2 separate regions of the Gossypium hirsutum genome follow, and region 1 is linked to region 2. Evidence: chromatin contacts called from public Hi-C data. All regions are on one chromosome and are shown on one strand. Each heading gives the region's core, a stretch centred on a gene start, on an enhancer-like site or on the middle of the called end of the contact. The rest is flanking DNA. Distances are from core to core; before and after follow the strand shown.

Region 1 (7,022 bases), core at 4,372-6,871, 35 kb before region 2:
ATTTACACTTCTATGATTATTTGTAAATTAGGTAATATTTCGGGACCGATCGTCAAAATTTTTTACACTAACCATAATGAAAAACACCGTGAAATGAAAAGGCAAGCCCAAGAGGAGCAACCGAACAGCTCCCTTGTACTACTTTTAACTTTCCCCTACTCTTGTTGAACCAAAGAAAATACAGCAGCCAACAAAACCTAAACTTCCAACTTCTTTTGATCTGAAAAATGTGGGTGAGATTAGGTTGGGAATCAGTAGAATTGCAAAGTTGTGGGTCAAGATGTATGCTCATACCCTGAATCCTCTACATTGCTTCTCACTGATCTCAGTCCGGCGGACGACACAGTCACAACTACCTCTTCATTCCAATAATACAGCTCAAACTCTCTTGTGCCACTTTATTTTTGTTCTGTGAACATGCAACAATGTGCAGGCATTTGTTAAAACTTGTTGCTAAAAAATATAATTTTTTTTATAAATTTATATTCATAATAGATCTAGACATCCTCTTGTCTAGTTTCATTCTACACCTGTAGTTTTTTTATTTTTTGAATTTATATTTCCATATTTATAATGTTTTAAATTTTATTATTATTTTATTATTTTTGCTAGCTGCTCAATGACAGAAATAATTGGTCAAGGTACTTAATTGATGAGAATTTTATCGTTGGGATCTAAATGATAAAAAAGATGTCCAACTTTGAAGCTAAGAACTTCTGCAACGTTTACCTCGCCACACACAGCCTTCACTCCACGGTAATTCTTTCCAATTTTGTAGTTTGATGTGTTTGAGGTTGCTTGCTCCGTTACAATGCTTTCTTACATCGTAGTGGTAATGTTGTACGCGTAGAAAGCATAGGAGCTGAACAAGAGTGGTAGGGATGTACTGACATGTAGCTTCCTTTTTTGTACCTGTAGCTCATCCCAGCTACTGCTATAGTCTGTCCATTGACGCCTGCAACAGCCACCCTTAGAAATTGTAATGGTCAGTGCTGGCAAGTGGACTTGGTCAAATGTGATAACAAGATGTATTTTCGTAAGGGATGGAGAAGATTCATCGATTAAAACTCTGTAGTGGATGGGAATTTTTTAATTTTCAATTATGTCGGTGGTTGTGTGTTCGATGTGAAGATATATGAGTTTGATGCTTGTGAGAAGAGCATACCTTATGTGGTGTCGGAAGATGAAGAATCAGAGTCAGAATCAGAATCAGAAGATGATGATAGTAATAGCGATGATGCTATGAACGATGAAGGAGCTGACTCTACGGAGGTTGAGGATGAGGAGATCCATCCAGAAGATTATGTTCAACATTTGAATCCTTATTTTGTGGTGAAGACCACAAAGTCTTCACAGAGGACGAACGAACTGGTATGTTTCTACAAATTTCAGTTTTGGGTAACATATGTTTGCATGATTAGCTAAGAATGGTCTAAATATTTTCTACTAACTTATGGCTTCACGATTTCAGTGTATTCCAACTGGTATAGCCAAAGATTTTGGAGTGAGTTTAGAAGACGGGGAGAAAATTACATTTGTTGACCCATACAACCGGAAAAGCATTGGGAAGGTTGTGGAATGGAAGGACCAACGAACATGCATAAAGGGGTTGTGAAGTGTGTTGATTCGAAACAAAGTCAATCTGGAGCGTGACACCTGCATTTATGAATTCCTGATCGAAAACGGACAACAAGCTGAAATGGGTGTGCAAACTAAGTCCATCCAAGTTCATGTTTATTTGTCGCAGGAAACCTTCCGAGTCGGGGATAAAGGCTAGCAAGAAGCAAAAGCAAAAGTGAAAACATATTTAGACATGGGTAGATTTATTAGGACATGGTTTGTAGTTGAGGTGTAAAGGTTTAATGCTTTCGAAAATGAATATTTAGGATTGCCCTCTATTTTACTTGCAGTGTAGTTTTGTCAATTATTCAGGATTGCAGCAATCATATATATGTATATATATTGTTTCACTGGAAATTTTCTTAAGTTTCTTTCATTCTCAATTGGTATGGAACTTGATTGTATGTTGGGTTGCTATTTTGAAACTATATCAACAGATAAAAAAATGCCATAGTTTTAAGTATGGCCCAGCAGCACAAAACTCATACCAGTTAGTTTCAATACGTAATTGCTGCATTATGGATGTCATTATAGTTAGTTTCGGACTTGCTCATACTCCGATTAAAAGATGGAGTTGTTACTTATTATGGTTTCTCAATTTCTCAGCTCTACCACCGGTTGCTTTTTATCAACTTACTACAAACGACTTGGTTAAGATGTTTCCTGATTAGCTTCAGTTAAAGGGTAGTCTATTAGACCTATCTAAGGGTTCGGTAATTTATTTGGCCCTGACTTGAGTCGAATTTAGGCAAGAATTTTTCATTTTGGGCCGGTCTGACTTGAATTCAATTTAAATAGTAGAAATATTTTTGTTGAGGAAAAAAGTACATTTAAGTCGTGGATGAGATTAAAATACAAAGTGATTTACTTGTTTGATATGATGATTAGATTTTTTTTTCTAAAGAAAATGACCCTAAGTTCACCTCAATTTATTGCTTCATGAATAATAATGTTAAGGATTTCCAACGGATGATTAGATTTTTATTATTAAATATTACTAATAATTTAAAATACAAAAAAGATTAAATAGATTTTTTTACATAAAAAGATGTAGAAAAAGTCTTTCAACATCATCATCTTCATCTTCTCTTCCACGTCTCTGTCATGCCATTTTAGCCAATTTTCATTTTCTTCCCTTTCGGTCCTTTTTCCACCATTACCAACCCTTTCAAGCTCAAACTTCAAATTTCTTCCATAGATTTTTAGTGAAATCAAAAGAACAACTCCATGACAAGCTAATTTCTTGTGAAGTTAGCTAGTATACATATTTGAGGAGAGAGAAGAAAAGTTAGGGATTTGAGAAAAGTTGAAGTGATGAAGTTTTATTAAGGGATTTCATGTTTATCTCATTAAAAGTGCATGAAAATAGTTTGTGATTATTGTTTTAATAATAAATATTGTATATGTGTGTTATGTCAATGAACAGAAACAGAAGAGCAGTGACCATCAAGTTGGAGATAAAGGTGAAGAAGTAACAAAAGAGTGAAGGAAGAAGAAAGAGTTAATTCCAAGCATTTCATTGTAAGTACCACAAGAATTTTACTTTACCTAATTAAAACTTAAATGAAAACTTGATAATTTGGTTTTAGTAATATTCATGGGATTTATTTGTATATGAAAATGACAATATGTATTATGAAATGTATTTGAAAGTGAAGATGTTAAATTATAATGAATCGAATAGTTTAGTTTATGTGTAGTGAATTTTGGAAAAATAACTAAATTGCAAAAAGCATAAAAGTTGGATAGGTGAAATGGATAATAAGATAAAAACATTTAAGTGAAGTGTTAAATGTTGATAAAATAAATGTAAAGTGAAATGTGATGATTGTTGTTTTTATATAGATAAGAACTAAATCGTAAAAAAAAAACAAAAAAAGAGTAAAGTTTGAATTGTTTTTATTTATTGAGAAATGTAGTGAAATTATATATATATATATTCAAATACCTATGTAGACAAAATGAGAATTAGTAGAATATAAATGACATGTCATTAGAAAACTTTTTATACGCGCAAGTGATAGTGGCACTATGGTGCAAGTGTTGTGGCACTACGGTACAAGTGGCAATAACACACCCGTGCAAATAACAGTGGCACCTCGGTTCAAATTATTGAATTTTTTCGCATATCCTATATGTTCTATTAAGTCTACAATTGAGCTATAAATGTTAATAATAAGTGCATTTAACAATGAGATAGGTAATTGACTTATAAATGACAAGTTTGAGATTTAATTGTAGTCATATTGTTTTAAATTCGCGCATGATTGTGATCATTTCATAAGTTAAAATTAGCACAAATTTTTAACTAATAGTTGTAAAGACTTTTTAAACTAATTATTGTGAATTAAACTATAATTATTTTTGAATATATCATTATCATAAATTCTATTAAATTATATTTCTTTTAAATGTATAATTATCATAACGTCTATTTTATTTCAATTTTTTAGCTAATAATTTTAAATTAAATATTATAATTATTTTTAAACGAGAATTTAGTAATATAATGAAAAATAAATGGTACTCTCGTCAGTTCAAAAAATTTTTAAACTCGTGTTTTTGTATATATTATAGATTATTGTTGTTGTTAAATTAAGTTAAGAAAATAAAATAAATATATATACTAATTTTTTTATCTCGTGCAATGTATAGGTTGCTCGTGTGTTTTATAAAATTGTTATTATTTAAATAAATATATAAATGATGTAATTTTATTAAATCAGTTTGTTCAAAAATTACAAGTACATGATAACGAAAAACTACACTAAGAGCACTAAATCCCAAAAAAGGTTTATTGCATTATATTTCTTGAACCAAATGTCCCTTTAAAAAAATCACATCCTCTTATAATCATAAAATGAAAAAACACAAAATACTCATTAAAATTAAGTATTTTTTCTTTATGAATAATTATTTTATCGTGGAAAAATTTTAGGAAATATTTGTAATAACATGTGTATGATAAAGTTATATATATATAAGCATTATAAAGCTTTGTTTTACATTGTTTTTGAAAAAGTACTTTTGAAGCTATAAGCAATACTAAACAGACAGTTTTTGAAGTCAACAATGTGTTTTAACTGAAAAGCAATTTTCTTTTTAGCTTTTTTTTTTAGGAAAAACAATTTTGAACCTTTATTTATAATCCAAGTTATTTTTGTAATATTTATATTGGGGGTAAATTATTTTTCTTTTGAAATTTATTTCAAATATATAACTTATATATTTAAATTTGTAATGGTTAGACTTTATTAATATTTAAAATATAGATTATATATTAAAATTAAATTTTACAAAAAATTAATATTAATTGCTTTCTAATATTTAAATTTTATATTTCATATATCAAAATATTAATAATGATAGTTACAATAAATTATTTTCTTATATTTTTACTAAAATATCGTAATATTAACGAATTTAAATATTATTTAAACACATATTTTTTACTGCGCAAAATTATGTTTAAAATGAATACTTTATTTCTAGAAGTGTTTTTTATAGTAATATTAAATATTTAAATCTTAAACAAAACTTTTCGTAAGTGTTTTTTGAAAGCAATGAGAAACTAGTCATGAATCTTCTTGTTAATATTTTTATTTCATTAAAGAATAATAATATTGTCGATTGCGTTTTAGCTTGATTGATATGGACATTATTATCAATGTAAGAGGACATAAGTTTTTAGTATTATCATTCTATTTATAGATTAGGGAAGAATTATAGATCATTCTAAATATTATTTGTTAAAAAATAATAATAACATCATTTTCCTTATTACTTAAAGCAAAATGTTATTAAAAAAATTGAAAAAATTGGTGTATTTAGATTATGTTTGAATAATCCGTGCCACGATAATGATAAGAATAATTGTGCAATTAATTATCGATTATCATGATTTCCGAAGTGCTTGAAAATCCCAATCTCCTACAACGTAAATGGCGCGTGCATTCCACGTTCCATGACATAGCATGATAGCCCATTAAATATCATCTGCCAAACACGGCAACCTGCTTGCCTTCTCCTCTTTATTTCATGATTTGTTATTTATAGTACATACCATAAATTTTAAAATATGTAATTATATATATAAATTTTAATTTAATGTAATTACATACGAAATTTTAATTATAATTTAAATGGATACTTAAAATTTTAATTTAATCATAGATATTTAAAGAAATAAATATATTAATTTATTTTTATATAGAATAAATATAATTATTTATATACATACATTATATAAACATAAAAGGATGTTATATAAATAACTGTGCTAAAATTTGACAAGAATTGGATCAAATCAAAATTTTATATATAAAATTGTACAAAATTAAAGTTTATGTATACAATTACAGATTAAACATAATTAATGTACAATTTTGTGATTTATCCCCGTATGTTATGAATTAAACAAATATTTTAAAAATAATATTTTTTTATTAAAAAATTATGTTCTTAAATAAATTTTAAATTGTTTAGAAATCTCGTATAAATTAAATAGTTTAAATTACAATACTAAAATGAAGGGGTGGTTAAGATGAAGATTACGATTCTTGTTGTTGATATTAGTTTACTATATTTTCTTCACACACAATACGGATGTTCATACAATCTAATATTGATAATACAATTTTTTAAGTTTAGTAATAAAATTAAAAATAACATATTTTAAATTTTAAAATATTTTTATTTTTATTAACCCTGCTATTTGTTTATTACGTATTGATTTTTTAAATTATCAATTTTTTTTACTTCGTATAATTAATATAAAGTAGTACTGTTAAAAATAATAAACATAGTTAAAATATGTCAATTATTTTAATTTTTCAAATATTTTAATAATTATTATTATAAAAATTTAAAATTTTGAATTTACTCTAAATCAATAGTCTTGACTCTTTGATTTTTATTTTATTTTTCTTATTCATTTAATAATCTATAAATTGAGCATAATAATTTATGAATAATGTAAAATTAATATAACTTAATAATTATTGTGTACACAATATTATATATATTTTGGAAAGGGATATTTCTTCCCCAAAATAAGTTAAATTCCAAGTTGTCATGAAAAATTTACATTTATTATTTGATAATTTTTAATTATTTAAGAGTTTTTACTCCTAATTAATGGTTAAAAGCACTTTTTATATATAAAAAATTAAAAGCATTATTTAAAATAATATTTGTAATTATTTTTTTACAAAACGGTACCATGGTATTAAAAATTTTATTGATAAAATCTATGAATATTTACAACACTTAATCATAAATAATAGCAAAATAACTCTTGCTACAATTTATTATATAATAAAAGATATTTATATTTAAAAAATTAAAGTGTGATTTCTAATTTACACTGAAAAAAAAAATAGTATTTGGGGTAACTTATGATA
Region 2 (6,511 bases), core at 1,033-3,532:
TCAACATTAAAAAAAAAGTCTTTGCGACTCTTCAATTGGTAAATAAAATATAACTTCAACACGAGTTTAAAAATTAAGAAAATAAAATCCTTACATAATGTCCAAATACAAACAATGTCTCAAATACATCATAAATGTCTTCAAATGCAACACAAGTACAAAAATTAAATACTGTTAAATTAATAAAATACTATTAAGATAATTATTAAATTAAGTTTTTATAAATAATTTTTTAAAATATATTTATTATATTATGCAGGCGGGCGGATGGGGATGAGCGAGTACAAGGTCGTACCCACGCCTACCCCACGACCCATAGCGAATCTAATTTTATCCCCATCCTCGCTCCATCACTCAGGAAACCTATACCTATTCCTGCCCAATTGAGTGCGAAGTGAGGCGAGACCCAACAAAACCCACCCCACTAACATCCCGGGGTCATTTGGGTAATGAAACATAATTTAGGTACTATATTGAGTAATAAAATATAGTTTAAGTACCACTTGTGACAAAAATAAATAAAACCGACTAGAAAAATAAGTAAAATTTAAATATATTTTTTTATTCTTTAAGCCTAATTTTAATTATTATAATTTTATGATTTTAACTGAAATCATATTTAATTTTTTTTGCCCAGGATGCATAGTATAGTTTTATTTTAATTTTCTTATGTCCTATACGTGTACTAAATTTAGTATGTTAGGTTACATATATATATCCCCCTTAGATTATGACACCAATCTAAGATCCTTCATCTCCGCAACCAAACAAAGAAAGCAAAAAAAAAAAAAAAAAAAAAAAATCCGATCATTTAACTATTGTATAATGCTTTTTTCCCAAAATTTATTAAATAATGTTACATTTAAAAAATTAAAAATGTATATTTGATGAACGATATTGTAAAAAATTATATATATTATTATGTTATTTTCTTGAAAATAAAATGAATTATTTTAAAATATTTTGATTTAATAATATTATTTTGATTTATCTTGCAATTATTTTTCAGAGATAAATTTATATATAGTTAATGAAGCACATTATATAGTGTTATTAAAAATAAATAAATTATATTTATTGTTAAAGTTTTTTAATTCAATAATGGAGATAAAAGATGAGGGTAATGCAGTTTAAATTTGCACGAGACGAATGTTTGACAAAAACTTTAATCATAACTCCATTAACTCAAAACTTTATTGTCATTAAATTTTTATTAAATAATTTCGTTTTGTCTTAAATAAATTGAGTACTCTATACTTTATTTAATAACAATCAATCCACAATAATTTAAATTGATTATTTTTATTATCAGTTTAGATATATTTTCTCATATTTTTGTTATTCAAAATGTATGAAAAAAAATGAACAATTTTACAATTTAACAATTATTAATTTTCAACAATTTTTATAATCCGAGTTTAGTACTTACTAAATTATACTTCAAAATTTAATATTTAATTTTTCATTTTATTAAACATCATGTTAATATCGTACATTTAGTTTTAAAATAAAACAAGTAAGAATTTAAACAATGATAAAATTAAATTATTTAAAATGCCTAATTATATTATTTTAACATTAAATAATTTACAACATTATCTATTAATTTATTAATTAAGCATTAATTCAATTGACCGCGTGCATTAAAGTGCTTATTATTATTTTATTTAATTTTAAAATTAAAAATATAATAAGCAAATAAGACTAATTTAATTATAAATCTATAATTAAAAAAAATCCAATATGTAGTTTAATCGTAAAATATTGCACCATTAATATATGTAATATAAAACTTATTAATTAATTATTGTCTGCTTTTAAAATCAAAATCAAAAGCAACTTATCGGTACGATATCTCACGACTAAATTCGTGATTACGTGATATGATAAATTATATTTTCCCCATTCTTCCCTCGAAAAATGGCAGGTTCCGTAATATTTAGCAAAATCCAGGGTCAGACTCCCTGGATCTCCCCGTCGAGGAAAACTTTCATTTCTTTGGGGATCCGAGAAAAGTATATATCGCTTTCTAGGTTCTCTTCCTCTACTTCTCACCCTTATCTTAATCACTATCCTTAACCGTTGGATCAAAACATTAGAAAAAACACACTTCAAAATCGACGGGCTCAAAAGGAAAACTACGGTACACCTCAACGCTGGTAATAATCTCCACTAATGGAATGGCTTACGCGCCGATAAACTCCACACAAAGTAGCCGGCTAAGTGGGCCCAATTACTTCACTGTATTTATAAATTTGCTCATTCCTTGTCCATATAACTTGTACATTTTGCAATAAGCTATCATGTGATAAGTAACTGTACTTATCATCTTCTTTATCTGCCTCCTCCTTTAAAATTCTCAATTTCTGCAAGGCTGTAGGTTGGGTTTTTATATAAAAAGGATATACAAAAGAGAGAGAAGAGAGAGAAAGTGAAATCTCTGCCTGCCTTTGGTTTTTTTTTTTTTTGTTAAGAGAGAAAGTTCTTTTAACCTCTTAAAGGGTCTGAAACTCGATCTCTTCTAAAGAACAAGTTGATTTTCTAACAAATCTGTTGCTGTCTTTGTTTTTTTTTTTTTTATCTTTTGTTTGGTCTCCTGTTTTGCTTTTTTATTTATGTGTTTTTAGATGCTATTTTGTATTCTCTTTAATCCCCCACAAAAACGTAGAATTTTTACCCTTTTGTGGCTTGTTTAGGGGAGGTTAAAGATGGCTCAATGATCTAGTTATATATATTTTTAAATATTAGGTTTTATTTTGGGATTTTTAAGGTATTTTTGGCTGACCCTTTGTTTTTGTATTTTGTTGCAACTCTTTGTAGATCTGGTGATTTTCGTTTCAGCGTTGGGATTTGAAACGGGGCGGCTTCGATGTCGTCTCTCAGTAGAGAGCTTGTTTTCTTGATCTTACAGTTCCTAGATGAGGAAAAGTTTAAAGAGACTGTTCACAAGTAAATTTTTTTCTTTAATTTAATTAATAGAATGTTAGTTTTAGTACCTTTTAAAGGTTATATCGTATGGTGTATTTATGGTTAAATCATAATTTGAAATGTAATGATTTCAGCTTATCAAAGTATTCTTTATTATTGGAATTTAAATAGGCTTGAACAGGAATCTGGGTTTTTCTTCAATATGAAATATTTTGAGGATGAAGTGCATAATGGAAATTGGGATGAGGTGGAGAAATACCTCTCTGGTTTTACCAAGGTCGATGACAATCGATATTCCATGAAAATCTTTTTCGAGATAAGAAAGCAGAAGTATCTTGAGGCATTGGATAAGTAAGTTTTTGCAGACTTTTCAATTTTGATTTATTGTATTAATCACTAGTTTGTTATGTATCATTGAAAACGTTGTTGATAATCGAATTCGGTTACAACTGGAATTGCTTAAATTTTTGTAAGGCATGATCGATCCAAAGCTGTGGAGATATTAGTTAAGGATTTGAAAGTTTTTGCTACATTTAATGAGGAACTTTTTAAGGAAATCACTCAGCTTCTGACTTTGGAGAATTTCAGGTACGGGGCTCATGTTTAGTTGTTAAAGTCTTGAGGTAAAATAAATAATAGTGAATGTGCTGAAGAATGTGTTACTTTCATAACAGAGAGAACGAACAGTTGTCGAAATATGGAGATACAAAGTCAGCTAGAGCAATCATGTTAGTTGAACTCAAGAAGCTTATTGAAGCAAATCCTTTATTCCGTGACAAATTGCAGTTCCCGACCCTTAAAAATTCGAGGTTACGAACCCTGATTAATCAGAGGTAATCTTATTGTTGCCGTTCTTGAGCTTGTATTGGGACTGGTGTTTTCAGTAAAGTCAAGTTGTTGTAGTTGTGATTTTAGTGGACAATTGATTTTTTGTGCAACTACAGCTTGAATTGGCAGCATCAACTTTGTAAAAACCCGAGACCAAATCCAGATATAAAAACTCTCTTTGTGGATCACTCATGTGGGCAGCCAAATGGTGCACGAGCACCATCACCTGCCAATAATCCACTTCTTGGATCCTTACCAAAAGCTGGAGGTTTTCCTCCCTTAGGTGCTCATGGGGTGGGTACACAGCTTAGATAGTAGTATAAAAAATTTCTTTTATTATTGATATACTTTCCTTAACATTCCCTATTTTACATCATCAGCCTTTTCAAGCTACGCCTGCACCGGTTCCAGCACCCCTTGCAGGTTGGATGTCAAGTCCTTCAGCTGTAACTCATCCAGCAGTTTCAGCTGGTGCCATTGGTCTTGGTGCGTCTTCAATACCAGGTAGTTTATTCTTTTCTCTTTTTGGATTTTTAACTTCTTTCTTCCGTTATCACTCCCTCTCTAGGTTTCTTTTTAGCATAATGCTGATATCTTTCCTTCTTCTGGTTCTTTTTCATCTTTTAACTCTAGCCATGTTTCATGTTGACTTATAGCTGCGTTGAAGCATCCAAGGACTCCTCCAACTAATCCGTCTGTAGACTACCCATCTGCAGACTCTGATCATGTTTCCAAAAGGGCCAGGCCCATGGGGATTTCCGATGAGGTACTCTGGTTTCTGGTTAAAGTAGTTTAATTTGGCTTGGGTGTATTGTGGTTATGGGCGTCTTTCTGTCTTAGGTTATTTTACTGATAGTTGCTCACTTTGTGCAGGTAAATCTGCCAGTCAATGTGCTGCAGGTAACATTTCCGGGCCATGGTCACAGTCAAACTTTCAATGCACCTGACGATCTTCCGAAGGCTGTTGCAAGAACTCTGAATCAGGGTTCATCTCCTATGAGCATGGATTTCCATCCTGTTCAGCAGACTCTACTTCTAGGTCTGCTATACTTCTGCCTTTTATTTATGGTTGCATTTGGTTTTCTGCCTTTGGCTGGCTGGTATTTTGATCTTGGATAATAGACTTCTGTATACAATGAACCAGTTGGTACAAATGTTGGAGACATTGCCTTGTGGGAAGTTGGCTCTCGGGAGCGGCTGGTTTCAAAGAACTTCAAAGTTTGGGATCTTAGTGTTTGTTCAATGCCTCTTCAGGTTCGTGTATTTAATTGTTGTTTACTGTATTTTCTCTTTAGACATACTAAACACAATTTAACTGCTTGAATTCAGGCTGCTCTAGTCAAAGATCCTGCTGTCTCAGTAAATCGTGTAATTTGGAGTCCCGATGGTTCTTTATTCGGTGAGATTTAATCCATTAGAATTAGTTTATGATTATCTGCTAGAACCTCTATATAGATATAGGTAGTGTGGGAACATTGATTGAGATGCCATATCTGTTTGGAAAACAGGAGTTGCTTATTCAAGGCATATTGTGCAAATATATTCTTACCATGGTGGTGATGAAGTTCGACAGCATCTTGAGGTATTATACTATCTTGGATTTGTATAGTCCTCTCGAGTTTGAGTTGGCTGTCTGAAATTCATATTTTAAAATTTCCTGTCTAGATTGATGCTCATGTTGGTGGAGTAAACGATATTGCATTCTCTCTTCCAAATAAGCAACTTTGTGTAATAACTTGCGGTGATGACAAGACAATTAAGGTTTGTTTATCATTTTACGTGTTTGTTTATCATTCTAGGAGGAAAAATTGCTTGTCTTTGCTAATTTCATGTTGTAATGTTAGGTGTGGGATGCTTCCAATGGTATGAAGCAGTATACCTTTGAAGGTCACGAGGCTCCTGTGTATTCTGTCTGCCCTCACTATAAAGAGAACATTCAGGTAATAATGTGGCTTTAGATGTCTTACCCTCTCCACATTTGTTTCTGTCCTGATGTGCCTCCTTTTGACTTTTTTGGCCTCAGTTTATCTTTTCAACTGCCTTAGATGGAAAGATAAAGGCATGGTTGTATGATAACATGGGATCACGGGTTGACTACGAAGCTCCTGGTCGGTGGTGCACAACCATGGCCTACAGTGCTGATGGTACAAGGTTAGTTTTCTTGCACCGTTACTCGTATATTTATCTTAAGCTGATTGTCAAGAATTATTGTGATTAAAGTTAGTTTGATGGCTGGATATTGTAGGCTTTTTTCATGTGGAACCAGTAAAGAAGGGGAGTCATTTATCGTAGAATGGAATGAAAGTGAAGGGGCTGTGAAGAGGACCTATCAAGGATTCCGTAAACGTTCTTTAGGTGTTGTGCAATTTGATACAACTAAGAACCGGTATTTGGCTGCTGGTGATGATTTCTCGATAAAATTCTGGGATATGGACAATGTTCAACCTTTGACCAGTTATGATGCCGAAGGAGGCCTTCCTGTAAGTTCATTGTATTCAATTAAATTCTATATCACTTTTGAAGATATCAGCTACTTACTTCTGTTGTTGCCTAATTCCTAGGCAAGCCCACGGATCCGCTTTAATAAAGATGGCTCTCTCCTGGCTGTTTCAGCCAATGATAATGGAATTAAGATTTTGGCCAATTCAGATGGTATGCGATTGCTGCGCACTTTGGAGAATCTGTCTTATGATGCCTCAAGAATACCGGAAGCTCCTAAAGTACTATTACATCATTTAGTTTCTTTAGCGGATTA

Evidence for each region. Hi-C and Micro-C count contacts between places; a contact is called where the count stands out from the background.
Region 1: a contact with region 2 is called in a Hi-C map of leaf, with 4 times the contacts expected there. The contact joins the enhancer-like site here to the promoter of LOC107889147 in region 2. A contact is called at or near these places in 24 of 34 Hi-C or Micro-C datasets (anther, callus, fibers and 5 more).

Annotation. Positions count from the first base shown.
Region 1 is chrA09:63,100,835-63,107,856 of Gossypium_hirsutum_v2.1, reverse strand. It overlaps LOC121206108 (a long non-coding RNA gene), which reads left to right. Exons shown (of 4, transcript XR_005901090.1): 2 at 613-756; 3 at 919-1,371; 4 at 1,472-1,996. Among protein-coding and RNA genes, the nearest start is that of LOC121206108, 4.8 kb to the left of the region's middle. Within about 2 kb of position 5,621, at least 1 of the 9 cell types and tissues checked has an H3K27ac peak or open chromatin away from gene starts, as enhancers often do. A contact at or near this core is called in leaf, where this site is marked.
Region 2 is chrA09:63,062,837-63,069,347 of Gossypium_hirsutum_v2.1, reverse strand. LOC107889147 (topless-related protein 1) reads left to right here and starts at 2,282. Exons shown (of 26, transcript XM_016813483.2): 1 at 2,282-2,502; 2 at 2,821-2,949; 3 at 3,100-3,279; 4 at 3,403-3,516; 5 at 3,603-3,761; 6 at 3,873-4,050; 7 at 4,137-4,260; 8 at 4,413-4,522; 9 at 4,630-4,795; 10 at 4,901-5,010; 11 at 5,086-5,155; 12 at 5,265-5,338; 13 at 5,422-5,517; 14 at 5,601-5,696; 3 more. The coding sequence starts at 2,870.